Regions from separate parts of the Mus musculus genome. Here all the other regions are linked to region 3. Evidence: chromatin contacts called from public HiChIP or PLAC-seq and promoter capture Hi-C data. All regions are on one chromosome and are shown on one strand. Each heading gives the region's core, a stretch centred on a gene start, on an enhancer-like site or on the middle of the called end of the contact. The rest is flanking DNA. Distances are from core to core; before and after follow the strand shown.

Region 1 (4,483 bases), core at 1,497-3,996, 310 kb after region 3:
CGCGGTCAGCCAGTGGGTACGCAGTCAAGCTTCTTCCTCGTTTGCTTTCATATGCATGCTAGAGATGGGAAGCTGGGACGGTAAACCAGGATTGTGCCTGTGCTGCCGAGGCGAGAGCTGAGCTCAGCTGTGCGACATCAGTGTCAGGACCTCTTTTGTGGCCCTCAGGGATCCTGACTGAAGCCAGCTGATGACAGCATATAGTATCTTCTCACTCTGTCATGGACTTCCAGAGGCTGTGTATAGTCAGCAGAGGGTGGTTTAGACCCAAGACTTGGCCTCAAAGAGGCAGGACTTCCTCCCTGTGACTCTCCCTCTCTCCCTCCTTTTCTTTCTCTTTCTGTGAGCTAGGGTGATACTGTACCATACAGCCCAACTTGACTTCAGCTCATTACCTTCCTGCCTCAATTCCCCTGTAGTTTGTGTCACATTTAAGTGTATTCTGTAGCCTGAGGTTAGATACTGTCTCTGAGTTAGTGCCTTGGTTTGGGTTTTATTTCTATGAAGAGACATCATGACTAAGGGAATTCTTATATAGGACAACATGTCATTGGGGCTGGCTTACAGTTTCAGAAGTTTAGTTATCATCATGGTGGGAAACATGGCAGTGTGCAGAAGACATGGTGCTGGAGGCGCTGAGAGGTCTGATCCTGACTGGCAGGCAGCAGGAAGGGACTGGGTGGAGCTGGAACATAGGACTTCACAGTGACAGTGTTCTTCCAACAAGGCCACACCTCCTAATAGTGCCAGTCCCCGTGGGCCAAGCATTCACACACTACCTGCTCAAGCCACCACAGTTGTGACATGCGATTCAGGGCCTGTAGCTGCCAGGTGAGAAGCACAAGGAGAACAGGGCATGGGCCAGATTTGAGGTAACTTTTGTTTTTATTCAAAGAAGCCATATTTGAGATTTTTTTCCCCCACACAATTATTTTTGTATCGTTTTGAGACAGAGTCTCACTCGTTAGCTTTGATTTGTCTGTGACTCACAGTGGAGTACAGGCTAGCCTTAAATCATAATTTCCTCCACCAGCCTCCTGAGTGCTGGGATTGCAGGCGTGTGTCACCATGTCTGCCTCTGTTTACTCCGTGATCCCGAAGTTAGCTGGTTGTTGTGGTACACAAGAGAAGACAGAGGCAGGAGAACCACATGTGTGACACTATGTGGACTTCATGTGTAGTTCTAGGCCAGCCTGGGATACAGCAAAATCCTGCTTCACAAAATAAAAACAAAGAAACAAAAAGGAAATGAAATTCTTTTGTTGTTGTTGTAATGCTGTGTTGTTTGAGATGGGGTCTCCCTGTTTAGCCCACCTGATTGGTGTTGACTTTGGCCAATGAGGAAATCTGATTCTCTGGAGACCTGGGATCCTCATGAGGACTTGAAAGAACAGGGCGGACTGTAGTCTAATGCCGTGGACAGCCTTACTTCAGCTTCAGTGCACTCACTTTTATACACAACTGTGACAAAGAAAGCAGTGACCCAGGGAAGGTCGTGTGGTTCAGATGAACATGGAAATGAACACCAGTGAGTGCATACTAAATATTAACCTAACAGCACAGCCCTTTCTCAGAGCTTCCTCAGGACAGACCAACTTAAACACAATTGCCTGGTGCGTACTATAGATGATATCTGGGAAAGCATGAAAGCGAGGCAGGAGGCCATGTCCAGATGCAGGGCACACTGACCAGAGTGGGTTCTATAGCTGTGTTCTGACATCCAACAAGAATAAGCATGCCGCCAGGCGTGGTGGCACATGCCTTTAATCCCAGCACTCGGGAGGCAGAGGCAGGAGAATTTCTGAGTTCGAGGCCAGCCTGGTCTACAAAGTGAGTTCCAGGACAGCCAGGGCTACACAGAGAAACCCTGTCTCGAAAAAAACTTTAAAAAAAAAAAAAAAAAAGAATAAGCATGCCTTATAAGTTGAATGCAAATGTTTGCATCGGAGGCACAAAACTCACATCCAGCAACAAAACGTACCTCTTTTTTTCCTGTCGCCTCTCTCACAGTTCCCCAAGATATTGTTCACCATGGTCAGTCTTTTGACTGAGTTCTGACAGTTGGCCTAGAATCCCCTATATAAGACGGCTGAACTTGAACTTGAAGAGACCTGTTTGCTTCTTGACCTCCCAAGTGCTGAGTTCAAAGGTGTGCATCACCACCCCCAGCCAGGAAATGAAATTTGTATGTAAACGGGGGACATTGAATATTACATGCCAAGCGCAGTGTCTGTTAGGATTGGGTCAGCGCTGAGGACAGAACACAGACACACTTTACACAAGGTGGCATACTGGCTTTCTTATTAAAGAAGGTAGCAATCAGGCTACGGGCAGTCTTTATTCAGGACACTTACTCCTTTCTGCAGCACACTCCTTAGGCTATGCCTGTATAATTCTAAATGGCTGCCTGAGTGTTAGCCATCACATTAGCATTTCAGAGGGCAGGAAGCAGTCGAGTGGGCTGTTAGCTTGCAACACTGACCAAATACTTGAATAAACAACCTAAAAGGAGGAAGGTTAATTTCTGCTCTATTGATTTGGTGCTTGTGGTGACCCTAATATTGTGATAGGAAGCAAGTTGTGGAGCAAAACTGTTCCCTTTTGATAGCTAGGAGGCAGTGAGGTAGACAGGAGGGAGCCTCCAGGGATGTGTTTCCAGTTTCAGCTGGCTGAAGACTCTAGCGCCAGCCAAGGGATCCTCAGCTGGGACCACGCCTTGAGCTGTGGGGCTGTGTAAGGTCAGGAAGAGCGTGCCTCCTTGTGACCTCTTGTCACAGCCAGGCCAGCACCTCTGCTTCTGCGACTGTTCAGTGGGGCTCACGCGTGTACTAGGTGGCCACACCTAGCTGCAGGGGAGGCAGTGAGCACACTCTGGCAGCCAACAGTTGTGGAGCACCAGTGTTAGGGTTTGGGGGCCAGGTACGATGGCATCGTGGGTAAATGCCTGCTATCAAGCTGACCACCTGAGTTTGAGCCTTGGGACCCATATAAAGTTGGAATGAGAGACTGACTCCAGAAAGTTGTCCTCTGACCACCATATGCTCACTGTGGCACATGTGGGTACATAAAATTAATTTTTTAAAACCCAAAATACAATGTTTTGGGAGTGAGCCTTTCAGGGTTTTCACCCTAGTTTTGCTACCCTGGGGAAACTGCCTGCTCTTGCCTCAGTTTCTTCATGTGAATGACTCTAGGGGAGGGATACAGGTCGGTTGCTTGGAGACAGCTTAGAGAGTGGCAGATGGCCTCAAGGCTAAGTTGCTGAGATCTCTTCTTGGGCAGGTTTGGTCATGGCACCTTTCTGCTTTGCCTGGAAACCATCTACCGGAAAATAACAGGCAATGAGCTGAAATACGAGGGTCTGATGGGCAAACCCAGCATCCTTACTTACCAGTATGCAGAGGACGTGATCAGGCAGCAGGCTGAGAGGCGGGGCTGGGCCGCCCCCATCAGGAAGCTGTATGCTATAGGGTAAGTCCATTGCCTCTCCATTATCATAGCTGCTTTTCTTTCCCTCTGCCCACACCACCCAGGCTTCCCCGAAGCTGAGTCACACCACCTCCAGGCTGTTCTGATAGCTTCGAAACACTAAACTAAGGTTTTTTTCTTCTTTGCCCTCTGGTATTGCTGCCCTGCCAGTGATAACCCTATGTCTGATGTCTACGGTGCCAACCTATTCCATCAGTACCTGCAAATGGCCAATCGTGGAGAGGAGGAACAGCAGACTGGTGGGCAACAGAAGCAGCGGCCTTCAGCAACCCAGAGTTGTGCTTCCATCCTGGTATGCACTGGCATATACAGTTCTCAGGACCCAGGCTCCCAAGTGCCTCCTCCTGGAAGGAGAGAGCTTCCATTCCACGGACACCGAGACTTCAGCTTCAGTCCAGGGCTCCTAGAAGCCTCCCACATTGTTCATGATGTAAACGAAGCTGTGCAGCTGGTTTTCCACCAGGAGGGTTGGGCTTGAGGGGACGGAGATGTAGCAGAGGCAGAGGGGGCTGTTGGAGCATGCGCTCAGGGAATCCTGTGTGCCCGGCTGTGGTCTGGGTCACAGGCATCAAGTCCAAGCCTGGCTTCTTGCCATTACTTCCTGGGACAGAGAAGACTGTAGCTTCAGTAGCTACAGAAAGCCCTTGGGGCAGCATCTCAGGAGAAGGGATGGATTTCTGGGCCCTTCCTGTGCGTCTCTTGCAGTCTGACCTCATGCTGGTCCCTTTACCTCTGTGCCTCAGTGTCAGGTCCTCTCAGTGAGGACCTTCTTTTTCCAGACAGCGTCTCACTATTGTAGTTCCCGCTGTCCTGGAACTCACTATGTAGCCCAGGTTGTCCTGAAACTCAGATCTGCCTGCCTCTGCCTCCCCAGTGCTGGCATCAAAGGTGGGTGCCATCACACCTGCCTCAGTCAGGACTTTAAAAACCGCACAGTGCAACGTTATGTGGAAACTTGTGGAGGGAGAGCCTTTGGTCACACTGAAGGAAGCGC
Region 2 (4,662 bases), core at 1,978-4,477, 360 kb after region 3:
AACACAGCAGGTAAGCTGAAGCCTCCTTCCTTCCAGTCACAGGAGGGAGTCACTGACTTCTAAGTCAGTTTTCAAGTGAAAGTGGCCCGTTCCCTTTGAGCTGTCTCATCCAGTCCTCTCATGATGGAAATAAAGCATACTTTGTCCACTAAAACGGTGTGTGTGCGCATGTGTGTGTGTTTAGTGTGTTAATATGTGTTATGTGTTTGTGTATATATATGGTGTGTATGAGTATGTGTGTATGGTGTGTATATTTGTGTGTGAGTGTGTGATGTGTGTCTATATGTATGAATGATGTGTGTTTGTGTGTATATGTATATGGTGTGAGTGTGTTTTTGTATGTGAGTGTATATGTGTGTATGTGTATGGTATATGTGTGGTGTGTATATGTGTGTATGAGTGTGTTTGTGTATATATATATATATATATATATATATATATGGTATATGAGTGTGTATGTATGTATGTATGTGTGAGTGTGTATGGTGTATGTGGTGTGTATGGTATATGTGGTACATATGGTGTAAATGGTGTGTATGGTGTATGTGGTGTGTGTGTGTGTGTGAGAGTGAGTGTGTATGGTGTATGTGATATCTGTGCGTGTGTGTGTGTGTGTGTGTGTGTGTACGTGTGTGTATGTGTGTGTGTGAGTATAGATGGTGTATGTGTGTATGTGGGGGTGGGGGGGCAGTGTTTCTCCTCTGTGCAGTTCTGGGAATGGAACTCAGAGACCACTGAGCCACACCCACAGCTCTAGCGTCTTTTAAAAAGGACTTCAAAGCCAACAGAAATGGAAGCCGTCGGCCTGTGGAGCCCAGTTGTCTGTGAGGCAATAGAGGAGAAGACAGAAGGGAGGCTGCAGAGAAATGTAGCCGCCAGCAGCTTCCCAAGTAAAGGAGGCTGGAAAGATGAAAGGCTCAGCAGTGAAGAGCACTTGTCCTACAGAGAGACCCAGCACCCATATGGTGGCTCACAACCTCCTGTAATTCTAGTTCCAGAAGATCCATGTCCTCTTAATTCCATGAACACCAGGCATACATGTGGCGCACTTACATATATGAAGGCAAAACACACATAAAACAAACAAACAAGCAAAAAAGCCCAAAAAACCAAAAACCAAAATCTAAGTTAAAAATAAAAACTGTGACTGGGTCATGGTACTTGGGAGGCAGAGGCAGGTGGAGTTTGAGGCCAGCCTAGTCTAGAGTGAGATCCAGGACAGCCAGGGCCACACAGAGAAACCCTGTCTGGAAAACAAAACAAAAACAAACAAACAAAAACTCAAAATAAATAAATAAAAACTAAAACTAAACTAAAACTCAACTCAAAATAAATAAATAAAAACTAAAAAAACTAAGACCCCCAAGATTTATGGCAGGGACTGTAGCTGAGGGTCTGGGTGAACTTCCACAGACCTCACAGCCTAAAATTTTGGCTCAGCTCCCACCCATCTCTCTCTGCTGTTCCACAGATGCCCCCATCTTCCACTTGACCCTGCTTGTTTCAGGTACCGTTCCACCAGTGAGATTTTTGAACGCTTTAAGCGAAATGTTTCTGAGGCTCCTGGTTTGGAACAGAACTGCTCAAATGTCTTTTCAGTGAGAAACAGCCCAGCTGGGGGTCATTTTCTCCTCCCTGGATTCTGCACACACCGATTGTGCAAAGCACTCTTGCAAGACGTTCCTACATCCAAGACAACTTCATCCTGGACACTGCAGTCCCAGGAATCATCTTTCTCTACTTTCAGTTTACTTGTATCGTGAGGCCCTTGGCAAAGGACTAGCCAGACACAAACAGCAATCCTCTATGTTTTGACACTTTGGCCCTGTCTGAAGATGTCACTCTGACTTTCCCAGTACGGGGAGCACTATGACATTTCCCAGCAGCCCTCAGACTTTTTTAAAAAACACAGTTTTTCCAGTAAAAATAGTCACCCTCTCCCCACCCTCTTTTGGTAAATCTACAAAATTAGATAAGAACTATCCTTTTGTTTCATATCCTCCGACTCAGCGACTGGACACAGTTCCTGGGGTCAGCTGTGGAAGTGGAGGGGAAGGGGCTGGAAAAACCAGTGGAGGAAGAGAAGGCTTGAAGGGAGACAGGGAGGAAAGTTTATGCGTGGAACAGACACTAGGTTTTGCACAGGTTCGCTGTTTTTTTGTTATGCTTTGTTTTGACAGTAAGTAAGGTTCAACCGCCAGGGGTGTGTCAGTTTCCTAAGAGCGCAGCGGGGCGTGGGGGTGGGGTGGTCCTCCCTGGCAGTAACAAACTGGCAGACTTCCACACATGTTAACTCAATTTTGGCAGGCTCGGTTCTGGGACACACGTGGTGGTGAAAAAAAGATGGGATGGACGGCATCTTTCAACCCACATCCTGTTTGATTCCCCTGGGCACTGGGCTCGCCCGCACTACCCAACCTGTGGGGACCCCCGAGGCCAGGCTGGGGCACCTGAGCATGGGAGAGCTGGAGGATTGACTGCTCAGGAAGCAAGGAGTTAGGGGCCAGTCCAGATTATTTCAGCTCCTGCCAAGGTTAGGTCCATGTCCATCCCGAGCTGCCAGCCTCTGGTGCCTCCATCTTCCAATTCCGAGGCCCAGACGGAATTGTCACCCCGCCTCGCGCTACCAGTGACTCCGCCGCCCGCGTAGTTTCCCTAGAACTCCCCCTCACCGCGACTCCACTCCCGGAGTCGCTGCCAGCGCGCCTCCACGCTGCGCCCATGCCCGGGACCGTCCTCCGAGCCCCTAGGGCGGACTTTCAGCCTCCCCGGGCCCGCCAGAGCCTGGGCCGTCCGCCCCTTCGCACTCGCGACGGCTCTCAGCACCTTTGACAGCCCTCCGCACTCCCGACGGCCCTCCCGACGCCCGCCCCTCTGACACCTCTTCACCACCCTCCGCCGTCCTCTCCACCACCCCCGACGGCCCGGGCATCCCCGCTCCGCCCGGCTTCTCTCACCTCCTGCGCGCAGACCGGAGCCGGGAAGTCGAGGAGGCGCGGGGAGGCGCGGCCCGGGGCCAGAACGTTCAGCAGCAGAAGCAGCCATCCCAGCGCGGGCCCGGGGACGACCCGTGGCCAGCAGCGCCGAATCGCCATAGCCCTCGGCCCGGTCGCGGAGCGCTCGCAGCTGGCTCCGCGCGACAGCGAGGGCCCGCGATGGCTTTCCCGGCCGAGGACTGGCGCTCGTCGGCTTCACACGGCCTCCTCTGTCCCGCTTCCGGCTCCCCCGAGGGCGGGCCGCTCGGGGCGGGGCTTGGGTGGGGGCTGTCCTTCCTCTGGCCCCGCCTCCGCCTTGGCCCAGGTGTGCTCCTGGCCTCTTTGGCTCTCCTTGGATGTTGCTCAGCTAAGTAAGATAGGAGCCCAGGAACCCGTTTTAAGGAGCCGAGCCCCGCTGTCAACTTGCTGTGGAGCTATGACTGTCCTCGCCATCGTACCCTCCCGGTTTACACTGATCTGTTTCATCATTTTAGTCTAATTTCCGACTCGGGACTCCAAGGAGTTTGTTTGCTCAATCTCCCTTTCAGTTTTTATGGAGAAACAAGCCCATCGCATCGTCGTAATGCTTATTTCTCGTTTTTGTTTTTTTTGTTTTTTCTACAAAGTTCTAGTTTTTGATGGCCAGATCATGTAGCTTAAGTCTCATATAGCAAGTCCATGAAACTATATTTTTTCCCTTTCAGCGTTGAATCATACATTTGCACACTCAAAAACAAAACAAAACAAAACAAAACAAAAACCCAACAAAACAAAACAAAACCCTGGACAGTGAATTAGTCACCTCATGGCTGGACTAAAGCAAACACGGCATTCTGTAACAGAGATGTGTGTGTGTGGGGGGGGGGGGGTAGCATTGCTAAGTATGAAGGGTTAAAAGTGGATCAGAGGAGGGAAACGGAGACAGCCTGTGTAGACAGCCAGCTCTTTCAAGGAGCCTCACTGTGGCCTCGCCGAGTGCAGTTTGGCTGGGTAAGGTACACAGCATAGGAAGGTTTGAGGCCAGGCTGAGGGCAGAGGCGTGGAAGGATGGGGGACTGAGCAGTACAACGGACAGAGTCTCTGACAAGGCCTGGGGATGCCCTCTAGAACCCCCTGGAGAGAAAAAAAAAATTCAAAGAAGCCACTAGGAATTCAAATTTCTCCAAGACTAACACTTCTTGTAATGAAAATATGTGCTCATGGTTGCACCGCTGCTAAAAACTGCATTCTGGGTATCAACCGCAACATCTAAGAATGTGAGGCCACGATCTGACCACCTGGAGTAAGGCACAGGACCCCTTAACGTTGGGAATAAAACCAAGCGCGACTCTCACTGGATGCGCTTATGCGCTCAGTAAGACACGGCTGTACACCGTTTTGCAGAAGGAAACTTTTGTCTTACTGAAACCCTTTGGCTATTTTCTCAGACCCAACAAGGGGCTCTCTCTTTATTACCAAGGTTCTTGGGAGCTGATTCCCATCTCGGGAGGTGTAGTCGCCAGCGGCCACGGAGAACTGGGTTCCCGAAAGGAAAGCTGGGGTTGGATAGGAATGATGACTAGAGAAGAATGAGACCAAGACAAAGATTCTGATCAAGGCCCAATGTTTAATCCTTGAAATTTAAAGGGGGGGCCCCATCCCCCACTATGCCAGGATCTCGTGGGAAGCTGCAGAAGTGGCAGGACAA
Region 3 (4,455 bases), core at 1,111-3,610:
ACTCAGCTTACATTTCCACATTGCTGTTCATCACCAAAGGAAGTTAGGACTGGAACTCAAGCAAGCCAGTAAGGAACATCCCTCCATGGCCTCTGTATCAGCTCCTGCTTCCTGACCCGCTTGAGTTCCAGTTCTGACCTCCTTTGGTGACAAACATCAGTGTGTAAATGTAAGCTGAATAAACTCTTTCCTCCCCAACTTGCTTCTTGGTCATGATGTTTGTGCAGGAAGAGAAACCCTGACTAAGACAATAACTATTTATGATTTATTATCAATATTTGACTTGTAAGTCTAATTTATATCCATGTAACACTATAGGTAATATAAAACTGACATTCTTTTTTGTTTGTTTGTTTGTTTGTTTTTGAGACAGGTTTTCTCTGTATAGTCCTGGCTGTCCTGGAACTCACTCTGTAGACCAGGCTGGCCTCGAACTCAGAAATCTACCTGCCTCTGCCTCCCAAGTGCGCCACCACCACCCGGCAAACCTGTCATTCTTTAAAAAGAGTTAGGGATGGAAAAGTTTAAACCCTGAACTCAAACTGCACATTGGAGTGGTCTGTTAGGCCCTGTATACATACCCAGTCCAAATGCTATGTTTTCACACAACTCTTTTTTTTTTTAAAGATTTATTTTATTATTATATGTAAGTACACTGTAGCTGTCTTCAGACACACCAGAAGAGGGCATCAGATCTCATTACAGATGGTTGTGAGCCACCATGTGGTTGCTGGGATTCGAACTCAGGAACTTTGGAAGGGCAGTCAGTGCTCTTAACCACTAAGCCATCTCTCCAGCCCTTCACACAATTCTTATTTAATAATAAATATTGAAGGGCTTATTTATATTAATGCTAAATCTGTTAGGGGTTTTGTTTTTGTTCTTTTAAAATGTATATGGATGCTTGCCTGTATGCCTGGTGCCCATGGAAGCCATTGGATCTCCCTGAACTGGAGTAACAGTTGTAAGCTGCCATAGGGGTGCTGAAGATTAAACTTGAGCCCTCTCGACGAGGGTGCTCTTAATCCCTGAGCCCTGTTTTTAGCCCTATGGCTTGGGTTTAAATAAAAACTATTATTTAATCTCTAGTCCAGGCAGGACTCAAATTTCCAGGCTTGATGTGGAACTTATGATTTTCCAGGGGCCATCTGAATGTGGGGATTGCAAGAATGCCTCGCCGCACACCAGCTCATGGATAGACCAACACTTTGCATGTGTTATGCAAGCATTCTGTCAACTGAGCTATGTCACAAGCAGTGAGTAGATCTTTATGTGTTTATTTGAGACAAAGTTTCTCTATGTAGCCCTGGCTATCCTGGAACTCACTGTTAACCAAGCCTGGTTTACTCACCCTGTAGACTCTGGCCTCTAACAAAGAGATCCACCTGTCTCTACCTCCTAAGGGCTGGGATTAAAGGCATGCCTCCCACGCAATGCTTTTATTTATTTATTTTATTTTATTACATTTTATTTTTGGTTTTGAGTGCTGAGTAAATTATGTAAACTGTTTACCGGGGTCTTAACCTGGTACGTGTCTGTAATCTTTTTTTTTTTAAGGTTTATTTATTTATTTTATGTGAATACACTGTCGTTGTCTTCAGACAGACCAGGAGAGGGCATGCGTGGGATACCATTAAGGAGGGATGTGAGCTACTTTGTGGTTACAGGCAGTGCTCTTAACCACTGAGCCATCTCTCCGGTCCCTTGTCCATAATCTTAACACTTAGCAGATGGAGGCAGGAAACTCAGGAGTTCAAACCTTTTGTTTGTAAACAAACAAACAACTCAACTGTTTTACTAAAACAACCGCTGAAGAAGTATAAATAATTCTGATTAAAGTCTGATACAAAAATCCCTAGTCGGGTGGTGGTGGAGCACATCTTTAATCCCAGCACTCGGGAGGCAGAGGCAGGAGGATGTCTGTGAGTTCAAGGCAGCTGGTCTATGAAGTCAGTTTCAAGACGGCCACATCTACACAGAGAAATCCTGTCTCGAAAAAGAGAAAAAAAAAAAAAGGAAGGAAGAAAAGAAACAAAGGAAGGAAGGAAGGAAGGAAGGAAGGAAGGAAGGAAGGAAGGAAGGAAGAGAAAAGGAGGGAGGGAGGGAAGGAGGGAGGGAATCCCTAAAGCTCTCTCAAGTCTCTGAAGTATTTTGTCCTTGCCAAGCAGTCACGAGTCAGTTTAAAAAAAAAAAAAAAAAAAGAGTCGCTCTGCGCATGCGCCTGGGAAAGGGCGGAGCCAAGGCAGAACTTCCGCGGGCACAGTTCTCGATCTATTGGTTGAGAAGGCTACGGCCCCTTGGTCACCAAGCCGGAACCGGAAGCGGGGTTTATAAAGTAAAGGAAGCTGGACCTCCCAGGGTTTTCGTCTCAGGTTTGCTCCGCCGCCACTTTGAACCCAGATTCGAAGCTGTCCCCTGGCCGGACTTTGCCTTCGCCATGGCGCTCAGCGATGCAGATGTACAGAAGCAGGTGAGGGCCAGGTTGGGTGTAGCGCAGCCGCAGTGCCGTCCGGAGGACAGTGTTGACGTTTGCTTTGCAGAGCAGGGTCTTCGGGTGGCCTGCGTTCATCGGGCGAGCCTGGCGGACCGCCGACACTCGGGCGCGGGTAGTGTGTGCCGGGATGGTTCGCAGACCCAGGGGAGTGAGAGGGCCTTGCACCGCATCTCACGTGACTGCTGGTCTCCTGCTTCCACTTGCCTGTCACAGAGCCCGCAGCTGACTGCCTCCCATCTCGCCAGCCCCCCTTTTTCTGGCGTTTCCACGCTTAATCCGGAAGAGTTTTGTGCAGAGGTTAAAAGTATTTTGTTTTTGTTTTCCCTGAAGCGCTATTTCACTATAGTACAGGAAAGAGACTGAGGGGAAAGAGCAGCTTGCGTTTCGTTTTGAGGATCTTCGTTATTTAAATCGGGGTTATTCATCTCCAGACGTAATCATGAACCTAAGGTGCACATTAATATTTGTCGAATGAGAAAGCCTTTTTATTTTACTTATTTATTTACTTATTTATTTTTATTTATATGAGTACACTGTCTTCAGACACACACCAGAAGAGGAATTGAACTCAGGACCTCTGGAAGAGCAGTCAGTGCTCTTAACCGCTGAGCCATCTCTCCAACCCGAGAAAGCCTCTTCTGATTGCACTCACAAGCCACAGAAATGAGTTAGAGTTTATGGAAAATAGTACTTAAATCATGAGTTCAGGTCAGGGTCTCCTGAAGCCCAGGCTGGTGTACAATCGTTTTAACTGAGAATGGGCTTGGCCTCTTGATTTTCTCTCTCTTTCTATTTCTTTCTCGATCTCTAATATACATTGGTGATTTGACTTGCTTGTATGTCTGAGTTGAGGGTGTCAGATCCTCTGGAGCAAGAGTTACAATTAAATGTGAGCTGCCATGTGGATGCCTGGAATTGAACCCTGGGCCCTTTGGAAGGTCAGCCAGTGCTCTTAATGGTAACCACTGAGCCCCCCCCCCCCTTTTGTTTGTTTGGTTTTGTTTTTCCAAGACAGTGTTTCTCTATGTAACTCTAGAACTTGTTCTGTAGAGTAGGCTGGCTTCTGACTCAACGAGATCCTCCTTCCTCTGCCTCCCGAGTGCTGGGATTACAAACACCACTACGACCCAGTGCTCTCTTGCTCCTTACGCCATTTCTCTTGAGTGCCGAGATGCCCAGTGTTTTGTACATAACCTGCATAAGGTTGTATTTTTTAAGTGCATATAATCATTTTTGGGGAAATTTATTTAAAATATTAAATGTACATTGAAGTTTTTAAATATTAGGACTATTATAATTGTAGTTGTGTGTAGTCCTAGATGGTTCAGAAGTAGTCTGAGTCATGATTTCAGGCCAGCAGCGCTTCAGAACCTGACTTTAGGCTCTAAATTCAATCAAACTGAAGGGACATAAAGCCCAGCCTGGGGATAAGGGAGACACAAGGTGCTGACAGTGCCACAGGGGAAAGTGCTTGTGCTGTTGACAGATAGCAGGTCTCCTGGGCTGCATTTAGTAGTCATTGCCAGTGGGCTTTATTGTCTCTTTTCTTTCTTTCTTTCTTTCTTTCTTTCTTTCTTTCTTTCTTTCTTTCCTTCCTTCCTTCCTTCCTTCCTTCCTTCCTTCCTTCCTTCCTTCCTTCCTTTTGACGTGTTTTATCCCTTGGTATTTTGAAGTACACTCTTGCTCTGTAGTGCTGGCTAGCCTGGTAATGTGTAGCAAGCACACTTAGTCTCCTGCCTCAGCCTCCCAAGTGCTAGGACTACAGCTCCTCACCCACACTGCGTGTGAGTTTTCAGAAAAGGAAATTAAAAGCTTCAGTTTAATGTCTAGAGAACTAAGTCTATTGTTTCCTCTCTGAGAACTAGGAAAATCCTCTGACTAAAGCACACTTGTGAATCTTCCTAAATTGAACAGTGGTTTTTTGTCTTCGATGTTCCATCTTTTTGGCAAAAATATTTTTC
Region 4 (4,522 bases), core at 763-3,262, 310 kb before region 3:
TTTTAATGAATTAAAAGCTGCATTAGCCTGAAGAAGCCAGCCAAGCTTCTAACTGGTTGGAAAATAATTACAGGCACAGTAAGGCAGGAAGCCACGTAGGCAATACTATTACCGCTCACTCACCAGGTTTGTTTCTGCCAGCCTGTGGTCTGTATATGAGAACGTGTGGAACAGGTGCCATATGCCCAAAACAGCCCAGAAGCAGGCCTGGGAGATGGGAGCATTTAATAGGGAATGCTCTTGTCGGTGTGTATAAAATCATAGAGGAATTTTCAAAAGAGCCATGCTGGATGGAAAATGGATGGGGCTGGGTTATCCCAGGAGATCTCTAAGCATCACCACGATGCAGGATCTTATAGTTAATGATCATGGAAGTTAGCCAGCTTTTGTGGACTACCGCTTTTGATCTATGTTTAATTCATTAATTTTATTTATTTTGTGGGGGAGTATTAGGAGTACTCTGACCTCCTAATGGAACTTGGGGTTCCATTCTCTCCTACCATGTGGGTTCTAGAAACCAAAATCAGGTTGTCAGTCTGAGCAGTAAGTACCTTTCTTTGCTGAGTCCTCATTGCCCCCTTGAATCTCTCTCTCTCTCTCTCTCTCTCTCTCTCTCTCTCTCATGTGTGTATGTATATATGAGTGTTTCTCCTGCATGCATATCTGTGCACTAGGTACATGCCATTGTCCATGACGTCTAGAAGAGGGTATTGGAACCCCTGGAGCTGGCGTTACAGATGGTGGTTAACTACCGTGTAGGTGCTAGGGATCAAGCCTAGATTTTTGGAAGAGCAGTCAATGCTCTTAACCACTGAGCCTTTGCTTCAGTCCTTTAACCTTCTGTTTCCTTTTATTTTGTTTCGTTTGGAGACAGTGTCTCACTATTAAGCTCCAACTGTCATAGAACTCACTCTGTAGACCAGGCTGGCCTCAAACTCACAGAGATACACCTGCTTCTGTCTCCCAAGTGCTGGGATTAAAGGTGTGCACCATTACATCTGGCTTAATCTGTTCTTGAAGTACACTTTTTTTTTTGTCCAATTTCTTTTTAACTTTTTGTTTTTGCTTTTCTGTTTCCCTCATTGTTGGATACAGAACTCTTACATAGTGAATAAGAACCCCATGTCCTGAGTTGCTTCCCCAGTTCTTCACTGAAAAAATTTTTCTCTCTAGTATTTTAGTGTTGTTTTTGTTTGTTTGAGGGTCAGGAGTTCAAAGTCACCCTTAACTATTAATATACAGTTCAAAGCCAGCCTTCCATATTTAATGAGACTCTTGCCTTTTAAAAAGGAAAGAATAAAAAGAAATAAAATTGTTTTCCAGAATAATTATATTGTTAAGGTGTTAATCTTTCAGGGTTTAGAATTTAGAGATATTTTATCACTTAGGATTATGGCCTTTGGATTGAGTCTTTGGGGATCAAAGCCTGCGTTCACGATCAAAATTAACATTGTAACAAGAACAACTTAATTTGATAAGCATTTTCTAAGACAACTTTGTATCTTTGATCCTAGGGCTCAAAGAGGTTAAATGACCCTCCCATTAGCATCCTTTGCTTGGTCCCTTCTCTAGCTCCCCGGAGCTCGCCCGCGGCTGGCACCCGCTGGGAGTTCTGTTTTCAAGAGCAAGCCTAGCAAACATTCTGTTCTGTGTGCAGCGGGATCCTCTGGGGCAGGGCGCCTGGGATAGTGCTGGAATTTCTAATCCTTATGATGTTCCTGTGTGTGTTGACTGGGGAGGGAAAAGAGGAGAAAAAGGATAGCAGGGGTAGTTCGGGTTTGGATTTAGGTTTGAGTCGAAAGAACGATTTATCTGTGCTGGAACTTCATTTCATTTGGGTCACTTGAGGCTCAACCGATGCCCAGGAGAGAGGCCAACGCATCATCGCTTATCCGTTACCTTTCCTCCACAGCCTTCCCCAGCCACCAGGGTAGGCGCCTGCTCCTGGTTACCGTGGCAACCGCGAGGAGCCCTAGACAGCTCTGCTACGGCACTTTCTGCAGCCCTAGCTGAGATGCAGCGGTGAGGGAGGACAGACAGAGGCAGACCCCGGGTTCTTCGTTCCTTCTTCGCTGCTCCGATGAAAGAAGTGTGCCTCGGGGCTTCTGAGTGAGAACCTTTGATGGGATTCTAGCTGGAAGGTGGAGTCACCACACTCAGGATGCATGCAGCCACAACAGCAGCACCTGTGTCCTGAGGACCAGCCAATCTGGGGAGGCAAGCTCTCACCGGCGAGGAAGATGCGGGTGTGAAGCCCCAAGTCCGTAAGTACCACCAAATCTCCCCTTGGGTGAGCAAACCCCTTAAAGAAAAAGGTTCTGTGTCTTGATTGACGCCTTTAAAAATATTTATCACATCTTTCAATTGTTTATGCCTTGCTTTGCCTTTCTGACATATGTGGGATTCTTGGAACAATTCTGTCTGCCTTTAAACGCATGGCTCTCTTAAGCAGTGGGAGCTACACCCGGGTATCCTTGTCTCCTTTACCGCACAACGCCCCATCAGCGGATACCGTGCACCATAAGCACACGCCCCAAAGACTGAGAAACACAGCGCTCAGTTTCTTAGCCAATACCGTCCAATTTTCTTTATTCTTTAACACCCCCCCACAACCCCCACCAAAGAAATAACATCCCTAGGCAAGCCAGTGGTATGCCAGTCGGAGGACTGCCCGGGGATCCTCACGACACCGTGTCCTTCCTGCAAGCTCAATGTGAATCCATTAGCTCATCCACAGGCGACAATTGTTACACTCGGAGGGACATTCATTTCGGTCCAGTAGAGGGCGCCGGCGCTCGCCTCCACAACCGGGTAAACAGGCCAGAGATGCCATCCCCACAAGCACAGGCATGCACGTGCCCCTGGCTGCGGAGGACTCGGCGCAAGTCAGCCTCTGTCGAGCGTTAACAAAGGGATGGTTATGTTGGTTCCCCTCTGGAAGTCAATGGAAGGGCGAAAAGAGACTTTCGGAGCACTGCGTTTGTTTCAGAACCGAGGGAGCATGTTTCCAGGGCAAAGTACTTTCTGTATATTCGTCAGGTCCTCTCCCCCCCCCACCCCCACCCCCGTCAACCCCTCCTCTCCCACCTCCCACCCCCAATCTATTCTTGCCTAGCCATGGCACTAGGACGAAGTGTTTAGAATGTATCGCGTTGGAAAGACAGGAGAAAAGGGGGAGAGACCTAGATGGAATGAGCGATAAAGGGACGGCTGCACTGCTGGCCCCTGCAGTAGTCCGCCCTAGCTACTGGGGTCTTCCCAAGTGATTCTAAAGCACCGAGGTTGCCCGCCACCATTCTAATCAGGATGACGTATACAGGTGAACTCCGTACGCTGCTGCTGGAGGGCGGGGTATATTGTTTTTGTGATGCGCGACTAGCCGCTGTGTGGAAGAAAGCATGCAGGAGCCGAGGCTGGACCTCGGCAGGCAGGACCTCTGACTACCTGAAGCAGCTGAGGGCGAGAGGGATGTTTCGAAGCAGAGAGGGCGCGCCTCTCTCAGAATGGGCTCCTTCTCTGAAGAAATGTTCTGACCTATATTCCAGACCAAGGAGAAAAGGAAATGTGAGCCTCTGCGGGACTGCAGAGGGAAAACTGCGGGTTCCTGTAGAAATGGGGTCCGTGTCTGTGTGCTTAGCAGAGTCACACATAACTGTCCCACTCTTCAGCCGCAAGAAGCATGGCTGCTGGAAAGAGGTGGATGGAACACGGTGATTCACGCCTGGAACCCCAGCATTTGGGAGGTGGTCACAAAGGATCACAGGTTGAAGGCCACACAGCTATAGAGCAAGTTTGAGGCTAGCCTGGTCTATATTAGATCTTGAGGAAAGAAGAGAGTGAAAGAAAGAGAAGGCAAGAATATGGTAGGCATTAGAACAAAGGAAAAAAAGCAAACAATTTGACCTAGAAATTATAGTCTTAATCCTTTTCAAGACTGAATTCATTATGGCTTTAAAGCCCTCCTACACCGAAAGGGAAATAGTAAAAATTTCCATTTTCCGAGAACTGGATAACTAGGGTAGCATTCTCTTCACAAATACACTCATAGACCAGGAAGCAAAGGGCTTCTAAACTTTGCATTCTAAAGCTATCTCATAAATATTCATAAGTCATAAATGCTGGGAAGCAGGTGGGAGGCAGAAACTGCGCAGCAAGTTCCCCAAAGGCTGCTGTGCTCACAGAAATTAGGTAAGGCCTCACACTCCAGGCCTGAGAAGTCAGAGCCAGCCTACAAGGTCAGGGCAGCGGGTGGGGCATGCCCATAAGCCCAGCACTTGAGGGGTAGTGGCGGGAAGATCTGGAGCCATTCTCCACTCTATGTTGGGTTCTGGGCCAGCCTAGGCTACATAAGATTCTCATAAACTAAAAACTAAAACTATGACGTGTGAGCTGGTGCTAGGACTTTTTTCCCCCATCACAGCTTTCTAGGGCATTCTCATTAATTTTGATTAGATTGAGAAAGGGTTAAAGTCTTGGGGGTAGGGGCGGAAAATGACAGACAGTGCTGCCTATTCCGAAAGCC
Region 5 (4,730 bases), core at 1,736-4,235, 340 kb before region 3:
CCTGACCTTTACTCTGAGCAAGGTGCATGACGGTGTGACTTCCCCTTGTCATGCCTCCTCCTCCTCCCTGTCCTTCTCCTCCTTTTCCTCCTCTTCCTCCTCCCTGTCCTCCTGAGTCGGGGTCACATACCCCCAACTCACTTGTACTTCTTGCAATACATTAAGATTTTAGACCTGAACTCAGTGACGCCTACCTGTAATCCCAGCACCTGGGAGGTGGGTCAGTGCCACTCAGCAGACATATATCAACAGACACTTGTGGACAGGAGGCGGTGCGAATGGGCAGATTTCACAGGTTTTTGAGAGTCAAACCTGAGGTCTGTTTCCATCAACACTTCTAGTTGGAGGTTTCTCAATAAGAGGTCATAGGAGGGTCTATCCAGAGGGGCAGACGTGCTATGTATTTGCACAAGACACGACAGTTGATAGCCACTGTCATATTTATTGTCTTGCTTGACAGCCCTCGTGGCCTGAAAAGTTGGAAAGCCGTTGTTAACATCACGAAGTGTGCTTTGCACAAGATCAGAACATTAGCAAGTGGTAGAGGCGGAGCTGCTCGTGTCTCTGTTTACTCGCTTTGCCTCTTATGTTCCATCCAACCCATCGAGTGGAAAGTAAACTTAAAATCCAAACACCGAGGCACAGCAAGTGCTTCTCCTGCTTCTACAGGGCCCTACCAAGGTCCTGGGTCACAGGTCCTCTGTAAACTCAACCAGATCCGCAGTAACAAAATTCTCGCTCTGCTTTGATCATCTGTAGATGATCTAGAAAAAGAAAAACCAGAAACTACATAACCTGATGGACCCAGACTTAACAACACATTCCGATCAGTACCTTCTCATACTAACTCTATGTGGTAGATGTGCATGGCCCATGGGAAGTGGCACTGTTGAGTGGTGTGGCCTGGTTAGAGGAAGTGTGTCACTGTGTAGGCAGTGTTTGGGGATTCCTAGTGTTCAAGCTCCGCCCAGTGCAGAAGAGTCAGTCTCTCCTGGCTGCCTTTGGATCCAGATATAGAACTCTCAGCTCTTTCTCAAGCACCAAGTCTGCCTGGCTGCTCCCTTGCTTCCTGCCATGATGATTGATAATGGGCTGAACCTCTGAAACTGTAAGCCAGTGTAGTGATGTGAATATGCTTGGCCCAAGGAGTGGCAACTATTAGGAGGTGTGGCCTTGTTGGAGTAGGTGTGGCCTTGTTGGAGGAAGTGTGTTACTGTGGGGATGGGCTTTGAGACCCTCATCCTAACCATCTGGGAGCCAGTCTTCTCCTAACAGCCTTGAGATGGAGAGGTAGAACTCTTAGCTCCTCCTGCACCATGCCTGCCTGCACACTGCCATGCTCCTGGCCTTGATGTTAATGGATTGAGCCTCTGAACCTGTAAGCCAGCCCCAATTAAATGTTGTTCTTTATAAAAGTTGCCTTGGTCTCTTCAGAGCAATGAAACACCAGCTAAAACACCCTACATCTCTGGAATTACAAACCCAACCCAGTCTGCTTCGTATTTGCCTCTCAGTAGAGTTTTTTTTTTAAGCATTAATATCACGTATCTCCCGCCCACATCCAAAAGTGCAGAGAAAAAGAAGCATTTCTCACCATTCCCCATCCGTCCTCTCTCACACCGTAAGACCACCCTAAGCACATTCTGAAAAAGATCGATTTCCAAGTATTCGGTCACATGTTGCTGTTGCTTATTCACAAACTGTATCCAATCGTTCCCAATCTCTTTTCATACCTTTAAAGCCAAAGTTGGATGTGGATCAGCACCAGGAAGATTCTGGTTCAAAAATCAAGAGTAGAGGGAAGTGACTTCATGGTCTTAAAGCTTGCCCCAAGAACCCATCTCAACAAATCCCAGCGCGTCATGGCCCATCCACAGAGCTGGTGCCCTAGGGTCGTAGGCTGCTGAACACCAGAGAGCCCCACAAGAGCCCTTCCTCCCCTCACACACCCACCTACACCTGCTTCCGTCTCCATCTGGATCAGTGAGGGTTGACAGCTACCTTTTGGAAAGGTGAAGATGGCTGAAGCCTGAAGCTCTGACTGCAGAGACTCGGACAAAGCCTGTGTAAATCACGAGTTCTGACTTTCCTAGAACTTCCCAGACCTCAAAACTGTTCTCGTTTGCCATAAAATCGCCAAACTATTCCAAGGGATGTTGACATTTCTGCTTCTAAAGCACACCTCTGAGGAAGTCTCATACGTCTCCAATGAATAATAAAAGACCTTTTGGCAGACATCGTGTCTAAATCTTTGATTTTAAAACTGTGATGCGTGGATCCAAGTTTTCCAATAAGCAGCAGCAGCTTCCTCTGCTTGTTCCAACCTACAGTCCCAGCCAGCGCCTCTTCCCTTCCTATCTGAAGATGTTACTGGGCTTATTAGTGGACAGATATCCCTTGATCTCTGTAAACTCTTGCAGAGTTTAGGCCACGCTTAGCCATGAGTTTAGCCACGACGAAGAGGGAAACATCAGAACTAAAGGCCAAAAGGCACCGTAGCTGGCTTCTTTCTGTGCAAGGAGTGAGTTTTTAGTGTCTCCTTCTGTGACCACAGCACCTTTTTCTGAATGCTTGAGAGACATTCATGGATGGAAGGAGCCGACACAGTGGGAGGAAGTCAGGTATGAGTCTAAGGGATCATGGGAATGGTGTGTGCTTTCCACTCAATGGTGGTACTGAGGAAGGCCTCAAATCCAAAAGCATTTGACTGGTAGAAAGAAAAGAAAAATACCAAATTCCGCACCAAGGGAGGGCAGAGGTGTCGCTGAGAAAAATCAAAATTCCGGGCTGGATCCAATGTGTCTTTAAAAAAAAAAAGAATAGTACTAGTTACTGCCTTGGTTACTGGAGATTAGAGACTGTTTGACTTGACAAGAGCCCTACAAATGAACGCTAAGCAAAACAGGAGAGTTGGAAAGCCAGCACAGCCAGGGGGTGTAGCTATAAAGCTGCCTCCCCCACACGCGGTCACAGATAAGAAGGTAAAGAAATGATGTCGGCCAGGGTCATGCAAGGAAACAAGAGAGACTTCTATAAATATAACCAGAAAGAAAATATTTGTTTTAGCTGATGAGATCACCACTCGTGGCTTGTAACAGGGAGCTTTTGTTGCTCCCTTAATTGAGGCTTGGAAAAGAGCAGAAATCAGACTACTAGCCCACAAGGTTCCAGGGAGTCGGCCCAGGTTAAATTAGATGCAGCTGAAGTCTTCAAGGCTCAATACCATCAATCTGGACTCTGGCCTGTGTTTTTGTGGACATGTTGGCTCCCACTCTTCCCACCTACTCCTTGCTCCAACAACCCACCTGGCTAGCATCTCATATTAGGAAATGGGGACAAAAACAGGAAGAGGCAGAAGGCCATGGGCTGGACGAAGACCTATGGGAGGGGCAAGGTCTCACATTCTCTACAACATCCTCCAAGGGTATCTACCATAGTCCAAGAGTCAGGAAGCACCCACAAATATTCAGTGCCTGCCATGTGCCAAGTGAAAGCACTAGACACTGCCAGTAGGCAGAACCCTGCTTACATTCAAGAGTTCAAAGTGTGGGGCCCGGCTGTTGTTGGAGGCGGATGACACATAATGACTGTATGACATAGTTGTGTACTGATAAGTACTACACAGAGAATTAAGTAGAGATAAGCGACCGGGGCTCCTTTAGCTCAGAAGTTTGGGCGAACTGTCTGAGCAGGTGTCATTAAGTCCAACACCTGAAAGATGAAGATGCACAGGTGAGATCAGGGAGACAGGTAAGGCCATAATAGCACAGGGGATAGAGAGGGCAGAGAGGCAGCCGCAAACAGGAAGGGCGGGTTTTAGAGGGCCTTGTGGGCCATGGGAAAGATTTTGTTGGATGTTTTTAGGGGAAGACTTCGATGATGCAAGATCTGCTTTAGAAACATGGGAGTTGGGTGTGGTAAAGAATGCCTGTAATTGCAGCATTTCAGAAGATCAGGTACGAAAACTGCAAGTTCAAGATCAGATGGGGCCAGATAGTGTCTTAGAAGACGAAAGGGAGAGGAGGAGGAGGAGGAGGAGGAGGAAGAGATGAAGAGAAGAGAAAGAAGGAGAAGAAGAGGAAGAAGGAGAACGAGAAGAAGAGGAGGAGAAGGAGAAGGAGGAGAGGAAGGAGAAGGAAGAAGTGGAGGAGGAGGAAGAGGAGATTCCCACCCCCAGGCTGCTTTTCCCAGGGTGCAAGAATAGAGCCTGGATTACCTGGATGGGGCATTGGTCCGAGGAAGAGAAGACAGAGGTGCATGGCAGTGAATGGAGCAGGGTTCTGGCCCATCAGTAAATGCATGATGAGAGTGACATGGAGAGAATGTAGAGCAGAGCTCTTCAAGACTTAAGAGGAACACAAGGGTCCTGGGGTTGTTTACAGTGCACTTCCTACCAGCAGACCTCCCACGATTCCAATTACCTATGGTTGGAAATTACTAAATGGAAGATTCCAGAAATAAATAATTTCTACATTTTTAAATTGCTGGCTATTCTGAGTAGCATGAGATCTCACACAGGCCCCCTCTGTCCCTCCTAGGATATGAGTCATGGGTCTGTACCTCGCAGCCCTGCTGTATTGCATGTGTGCATGGGACACCGACGTTCCTCACTTAGCATGGTTCTATTTGTGGTTTTGTTTGTTTGTTTGTTTTAACTTTACAAAAGTCACGTGGGACCGATACGCCACTGGCAGAGCCACTCTTCAAATTGTAGATTTTGGTCTTTTCCT
Region 6 (4,777 bases), core at 698-3,197, 420 kb before region 3:
GAAATAACCACCACAGGCTACAGAATCAGCAAGGGTCTTGAGAGCAAGAGCTAGCGAGCCAGTGACACAATACGGGAATTCTGGGTGGTGAGTCCCTCCCTAGCTGTTACACATTGGGGGTCTGGGGAGAGCAGTTCCCAGATAGAAATGCCCGATAAAATTCACAATGCCAGCAATATCTAAGTAGCCTGGTCTTCAAACCTTCTGAGACAAGCCCTGGTATTGAAATCCCCTGGCCTCAAACTTTTGCGCACAGGTGTTTTTAAATAGGATCTCACTATGTAGCTTAGGCTAGCCTCAGAGTCTCAGCAAAACTCCTGCCTCGGCCCCCTCCAATGCTGTGATTACAAGTGTGAGCTGAAACACCAGATCCAAACTCTACTCCCCCTGCCTCGTTCAGCCTTCCTAGGGCTAAAATCCCTGGGATTTCTAAAGGTATGAACTACTGCTCTGGGCGTTGCCTTCATTCTTAACAATCTGCTCGCCTCTTCTGAGCTATGGTGCTGTAACAGACAAAATCAGATCTCTCCAGAGGAAACCCAGACTAACACACTACTTGGGGCTCCTCTGGCCGGTGTGGGATGATATGCATTAGCCTGTCCTTAGACATGCCCTCAGCCTGGAGATGCTGATACACCTTTCATGTGCCCATTGGGGCTCTGGCCACAGCCCAGTCACATGATACACTCAATTGGGAGACAACGTGATTTTCTTCCTTATAAACATCATGTTGCGTAAAAGTGCCAAGACCATGAAGCACGGTTTTCCAGAGTGAAAAAAGAAGAAGAAAAAGAGAGAGAGAGAGCAAGCAAAAAGCTCTCTCTCTTTTTAAAGTCTTCTGCTAGTGCGTAGTGAGTCAGAAGGGAGCATACACCTCATCTGCTACGCCACTTTCTGCCCAGTTAGTTCTTATGAACAAAGGAGGTGACGGTATTCAAACACACAAAGGACACTTCACAGGAAACATTCTAAAAATGTTCTGAAATATTTGCCTCACTTTTTGAGTTAATTCTAAAGATATTAAGTATGAAGTTAAGTTGTAATTTTGAAACACCACAAACTTGGACTTCCAGGGGAGTTGGGGGAGGTTGTGTTTTTTTGTTTGTTTGGTTTTTGTTGTTGTTTTTTCTTAAAGGTATATTTAGCTTTCTTTACAGAAGATGGAAAAACAGGCCAGGGAACAGGTCTAAAGCACCCTGACTTATGATACTGGACAAAAATCTCTCCGGTTTCTCAGTCCGCTGGTTTCTATTTTAGGAGTTTCTCCTAACGTGTGACTGAGTATTTGCACAAGAGCATAAAAATGATATTTGTTGATAAAACGTCTATCCCAGGAAAAACAGGACCGAACCTAAATGTCCATGAATTATTTAACTAAATCCGCACTTCTCATACAACGCATCAGTTAAAATACTGGTCTAGAAAGGCACAGAACAAGAAGCAAGACACAGAGCAATGTTAAAGATATCCATTAGAAATGTTTCTGATAAAGTATACATAAAAATGATACTGAGTTGCAAATTAAGAGAAACAACTCTACACATCTGTCTGCATTGTTTGAATTTTTAACAAGCCACTTTGGTAATTACTTTTTTAAATTAAACATAAATCACGACTACAGTCTGAATAATATAAATGCTTGGGAAGCAAATCCATTGGCCCAGTATATACATGCCAAGAATACAGACCGCCACTATTTGCAGAACCCAAGGAAATTCCTAATCATCTGGAGATGTATAAGCAAAGTTCTGGCGGATAAAGGACACTTTCAAAGTTAGCCCCAAACTTGCCTCAAGCACGGAGTCAAGCCAAAGAGCGAAGACCGAGCAGCATCTGCAAAGGGCTACAGAAGAGGACGCGGCACCGCGGAGCAGAGCAGTCTTGCTGCCTCCCAGCCTCTCAGCTCAGGAGTGTCTGCTGTCCCCTAGGCACAGCCGCCCTGGCACTGCCGGCCAAGCCTTCTGCACGCCTGGCCACGCCCCCCTCACCGCCAAGCTTTCGTTTTCCCCTAGATCCAAAGGAAAGCGAAACTCAGGCACCGGGCGGGCGGGCGGAGCGGTTGTACGCGCCCCTACAGAACCCGCAGTCCAGTCGCCTACACCAGGACACGACAAGCCGGACCTGGCCCGGTAACTCCTGGATACGCTCTCTTTTTTCATCTGCAATGTTAAGATTGGAAATACTCCCAGTTGCTGTACCTTCTGCTCTGAAAGCCAGCAGCAGATAACTCCCTTGCTGAGGCTGTCCCCAGGGGGTAAGGAGACAGCGATAACATTTACTTCATCTCTGTTAATTGCCAGGCTTATCCTTAAACACTGAAGATAAGTTTATCTGCACAATGTTCTTTTGTGCCTCTACGTTTAACCCCAATTCTATAGGATAAAATGTTTTTATTTTATCAAAGAGGTTATGACTAACTCAGGACGACAAATGGCTAAGTGCTGAAAGCAACATTCTAACGGGACCTCTGACCAGTCCCACCATTTGTGGAAAATAGCAGACCATTGCAGTTAGCACACGAGGTGGCCATGAAGGTACAGCTCTGCGAGGAACAAATACAGTCTAAGCCGAGCCGGGTTTGGAGGCTCTGGGATGTACATACATGAAATGCTTGCTAGCTCTTTACAGATGTATCTTGTATATGAGGCTATAAGTTGAGGGAGAGGGGGATCTGTTAGCTGCTGGGCTAGTCAGAATGAGGTTTCCCCATGCGCTTGTTCTGAGAGGGGTCCTCCACTCCCTACCCCCAGCACTGGACAAAGATGACAGAGAGATACATACCCCTAATCGAAAGCTACCAGGACTTTATGAAATCTGGAAGAGTCTATATTCTGTTTTGCTATTGTAGTTCAACGTAAGATATACAAATATGTCTGCCTGCCTATAGTGTGTGTGTGTGTGTGTGTGTGTGTGTGTGTGTGTGTGTGTGTGTGTGTGTGTGTGTGAAGCATGAGTTATACACAGCTGTTGAAAATAAACCAAGATGTCCATGTTTGGAAATAGAAAGTGGGGTATGGCCCTCAGGGTAAAACAAAGTCTCTTGATCAGTGGTTGAGGTAGACAATGTGGCATCTGCACATATCATGGACAAATACATTAAGTCTCCAATACATTTGCAAATCAATCAATTATGTGACCAGCTTCTTCCTCTTCTTCTTCTTCTTCTTCTTCTTCTTCTTCTTCTCCTTCTTCTTCTTCTTCTATCTGTTTGGTTGTATCCAAAAACAGGAACATCAAAAACTGGTGGGGGGGGGGGGGAGGATGAAAAGAGGATGTTATAAAATGTGATAGTTTGATCAATATATCGTACCTGTAGAGTTCTAGGGAACAAACTGTATTTGTTCCCAGTGGTGATTAGCAAACAGCTCCTTATAGCCAAGCAACTTTTTTTTCCCAACCCTGCTTGTTCAGTGAAGCAAGTGATTGGCATTTGTACCAGTACGGAGTGGACTAGTGTCAATCATGGACAGGAGATACCTAGATGATGCAAGAACCCATTATAACTCCTAGTAGGACTCTCCATGCTCTTACCCCTGGTCTCTCCTTGCCTTTCAGAAAAGTTCAGGGCTCTAACCAGGTGGTAGACTGAGCTGGTAAGCATTCCTGAAGTAGATTCCAGCAGTGCCCCACAGTGACCCAGGATGGTGGTTTGGTGGAGAGACAATATGCCCACCACCCATGTCAGAACCTACTCTAGTTAGAGAATCCATTCATATATAGAGCAGATGTGGCTCGCCTGGGCCTCAGAGCCTAGAGAACTGGAGTGGGGTTCCATGTGTTGAGGAGACACGGGCAGGGTGAGGAATGGGTCCACGTGAGAGGGCACTGGTAGAGCTGAGAGACTAGTTATGCCCAGAAGCAGAATTAAGTGAGCAAATCCACAACAGTTTAGAACTGGTCACTTGCTTGAAATTGCCCCGGAATAGAGTTGAAGGTGAAGAATGGGACCCAAGACCTGCAGCTCTGGGTTCGCATAGATCCGTGGTTCTCGGTGAGTAGTTAGAGAGGGGTGCGTGTGTATGTGTGCGTACATTCCCTAGCTTGCCCCACTGAGAGTGCATGGATGGATGACACTCAGAGGCAACATGGCTTCTGGCTTCTAGTGGTTATTCTCAAACAAAAGAAACCAGAGATGCTTAGGGAGATGGTGTTTCCCGGATTGGGGCAAAGAAAAGCACAAGAGGAACCTAAGCAGACCCCTTTCTGCCGAAAGGCAAATGCTCAAAGAATAGGAGGGAAGTCAGAAGATGGTTTTCTGTACCAATGCAAGTGAATAATTGAGTAAACTGAGAGTGGGGGAGGCTTGGGTATTTTACACAGCGTCCAAGGACTTTCCCAGGAACACACACCAATGACCGGCAGCATCCCGCATGTCATGCTACGTTGTGGCTGCAGATAAAGCAAGTGGTGTAAACACTAAGTAGTCACAAAGCCAGCCGTGTCCTTCCCGCAGCAGTGGAGATCACTGGTGTCTGCACAGCTGCAGTCACTCCGAGGAACAGAATGTAACAGGATGTCGTGAACAGAAAGGGACACAGCTCCCTCCTGTTACTCTCCTGTCACCGACCTTTGCCCTGATTGCTTCCACAGAAACATCTGAGTAACCCCAAGTGACAGATGTTCTGCAAATCAGCTAGCTGTCTTCTAGTCGAGGTTATCAAAATCCAAGGTATGAGGAACAGCCCCTGAGCACGGTAGTGAAGGTAAACCACGTGCCCTGAACTGGATCTTTCCGCTGGAAAGGATGTTCGGGGGGCAGCTGAGAAAGCCTGAGTGG

What was found. Promoter capture Hi-C pulls out the DNA fragments that hold promoters and counts their contacts. HiChIP or PLAC-seq counts read pairs in DNA pulled down with a chosen protein or histone mark. Capture Hi-C pulls out chosen DNA fragments and counts their contacts.
Region 1: a contact with region 3 is called in an H3K4me3 HiChIP or PLAC-seq map of embryonic stem cells, with 19 read pairs. The contact joins the enhancer-like site here to the promoter of Atp6v1e1 in region 3. A contact is called at or near these places in 9 of 115 datasets of contacts at active chromatin or transcription factors (bone marrow-derived macrophages, embryonic hindbrain, embryonic stem cells and 5 more) and 1 of 9 other capture datasets (embryonic stem cells).
Region 2: a promoter capture Hi-C map of adipose tissue shows a contact between it and region 3. The contact joins the promoter of Il17ra here to the promoter of Atp6v1e1 in region 3. A contact is called at or near these places in 5 of 39 promoter capture datasets (embryonic stem cells, hippocampal neurons, liver and 1 more), 2 of 484 Hi-C or Micro-C datasets (B cells and CD4 T cells), 7 of 115 datasets of contacts at active chromatin or transcription factors (bone marrow-derived macrophages, embryonic stem cells, extraembryonic endoderm stem cells and 4 more) and 3 of 9 other capture datasets (adipose tissue, liver and pancreatic islet).
Region 4: a contact with region 3 is called in a promoter capture Hi-C map of macrophages, with 7 read pairs. The contact joins the promoter of Mical3 here to the promoter of Atp6v1e1 in region 3. A contact is called at or near these places in 2 of 39 promoter capture datasets (embryonic stem cells and macrophages), 1 of 15 datasets of contacts at CTCF or cohesin (embryonic stem cells), 3 of 484 Hi-C or Micro-C datasets (B cells, CD4 T cells and uterus), 6 of 115 datasets of contacts at active chromatin or transcription factors (bone marrow-derived macrophages, embryonic stem cells, extraembryonic endoderm stem cells and 3 more) and 3 of 9 other capture datasets (adipose tissue, macrophages and pancreatic islet).
Region 5: a FOXA1 HiChIP or PLAC-seq map of pancreatic cancer cells shows a contact between it and region 3. The contact joins the enhancer-like site here to the promoter of Atp6v1e1 in region 3. A contact is called at or near these places in 1 of 39 promoter capture datasets (embryonic stem cells), 6 of 115 datasets of contacts at active chromatin or transcription factors (acute myeloid leukemia, bone marrow-derived macrophages, embryonic stem cells and 3 more) and 1 of 9 other capture datasets (embryonic stem cells).
Region 6: a contact with region 3 is called in a promoter capture Hi-C map of liver, with 2.4 times the contacts expected there. The contact joins the promoter of Usp18 here to the promoter of Atp6v1e1 in region 3. A contact is called at or near these places in 3 of 39 promoter capture datasets (liver and pre-B cells), 2 of 484 Hi-C or Micro-C datasets (Th1 cells and liver), 4 of 115 datasets of contacts at active chromatin or transcription factors (bone marrow-derived macrophages, double positive thymocytes, memory CD8 T cells and 1 more) and 2 of 9 other capture datasets (adipose tissue and liver).

Annotation. Positions count from the first base shown.
Region 1 is chr6:120,509,619-120,514,101 of GRCm38.p6, reverse strand. It overlaps Hdhd5 (haloacid dehalogenase like hydrolase domain containing 5), which reads left to right. Exons shown (of 8, transcript NM_144815.2): 7 at 3,283-3,471; 8 at 3,640-4,483. The coding sequence ends at 3,967. Among named protein-coding and RNA genes, the nearest start is that of Gm38888, 12 kb to the right of the region's middle. Within about 2 kb of position 2,746, at least 34 of the 459 cell types and tissues checked have an H3K27ac peak or open chromatin away from gene starts, as enhancers often do. A contact at or near this core is called in embryonic stem cells, where this site is marked.
Region 2 is chr6:120,461,762-120,466,423 of GRCm38.p6, reverse strand. Il17ra (interleukin 17 receptor A) reads right to left here and starts at 3,227. Exons shown (of 13, transcript NM_008359.2): 1 at 2,958-3,227. The coding sequence starts at 3,095.
Region 3 is chr6:120,820,603-120,825,057 of GRCm38.p6, reverse strand. Atp6v1e1 (ATPase, H+ transporting, lysosomal V1 subunit E1) reads left to right here and starts at 2,360. Exons shown (of 9, transcript NM_007510.3): 1 at 2,360-2,470. The coding sequence starts at 2,438. It overlaps Gm38889 (a long non-coding RNA gene), which reads left to right. Exons shown (of 3, transcript XR_869411.3): 3 at 1,142-1,250.
Region 4 is chr6:121,128,512-121,133,033 of GRCm38.p6, reverse strand. It overlaps Mical3 (microtubule associated monooxygenase, calponin and LIM domain containing 3), which reads left to right and starts at 2,012. Exons shown (of 32, transcript NM_001270475.1): 1 at 2,012-2,264.
Region 5 is chr6:121,158,661-121,163,390 of GRCm38.p6, reverse strand. It overlaps a transcript of Mical3 not described here. Among named protein-coding and RNA genes, the nearest start is that of Pex26, 23 kb to the left of the region's middle. Within about 2 kb of position 2,985, at least 37 of the 459 cell types and tissues checked have an H3K27ac peak or open chromatin away from gene starts, as enhancers often do. A contact at or near this core is called in pancreatic cancer cells, where this site is marked.
Region 6 is chr6:121,243,076-121,247,852 of GRCm38.p6, reverse strand. It overlaps Usp18 (ubiquitin specific peptidase 18), which reads right to left and starts at 1,947. Exons shown (of 11, transcript NM_011909.2): 1 at 1,791-1,947.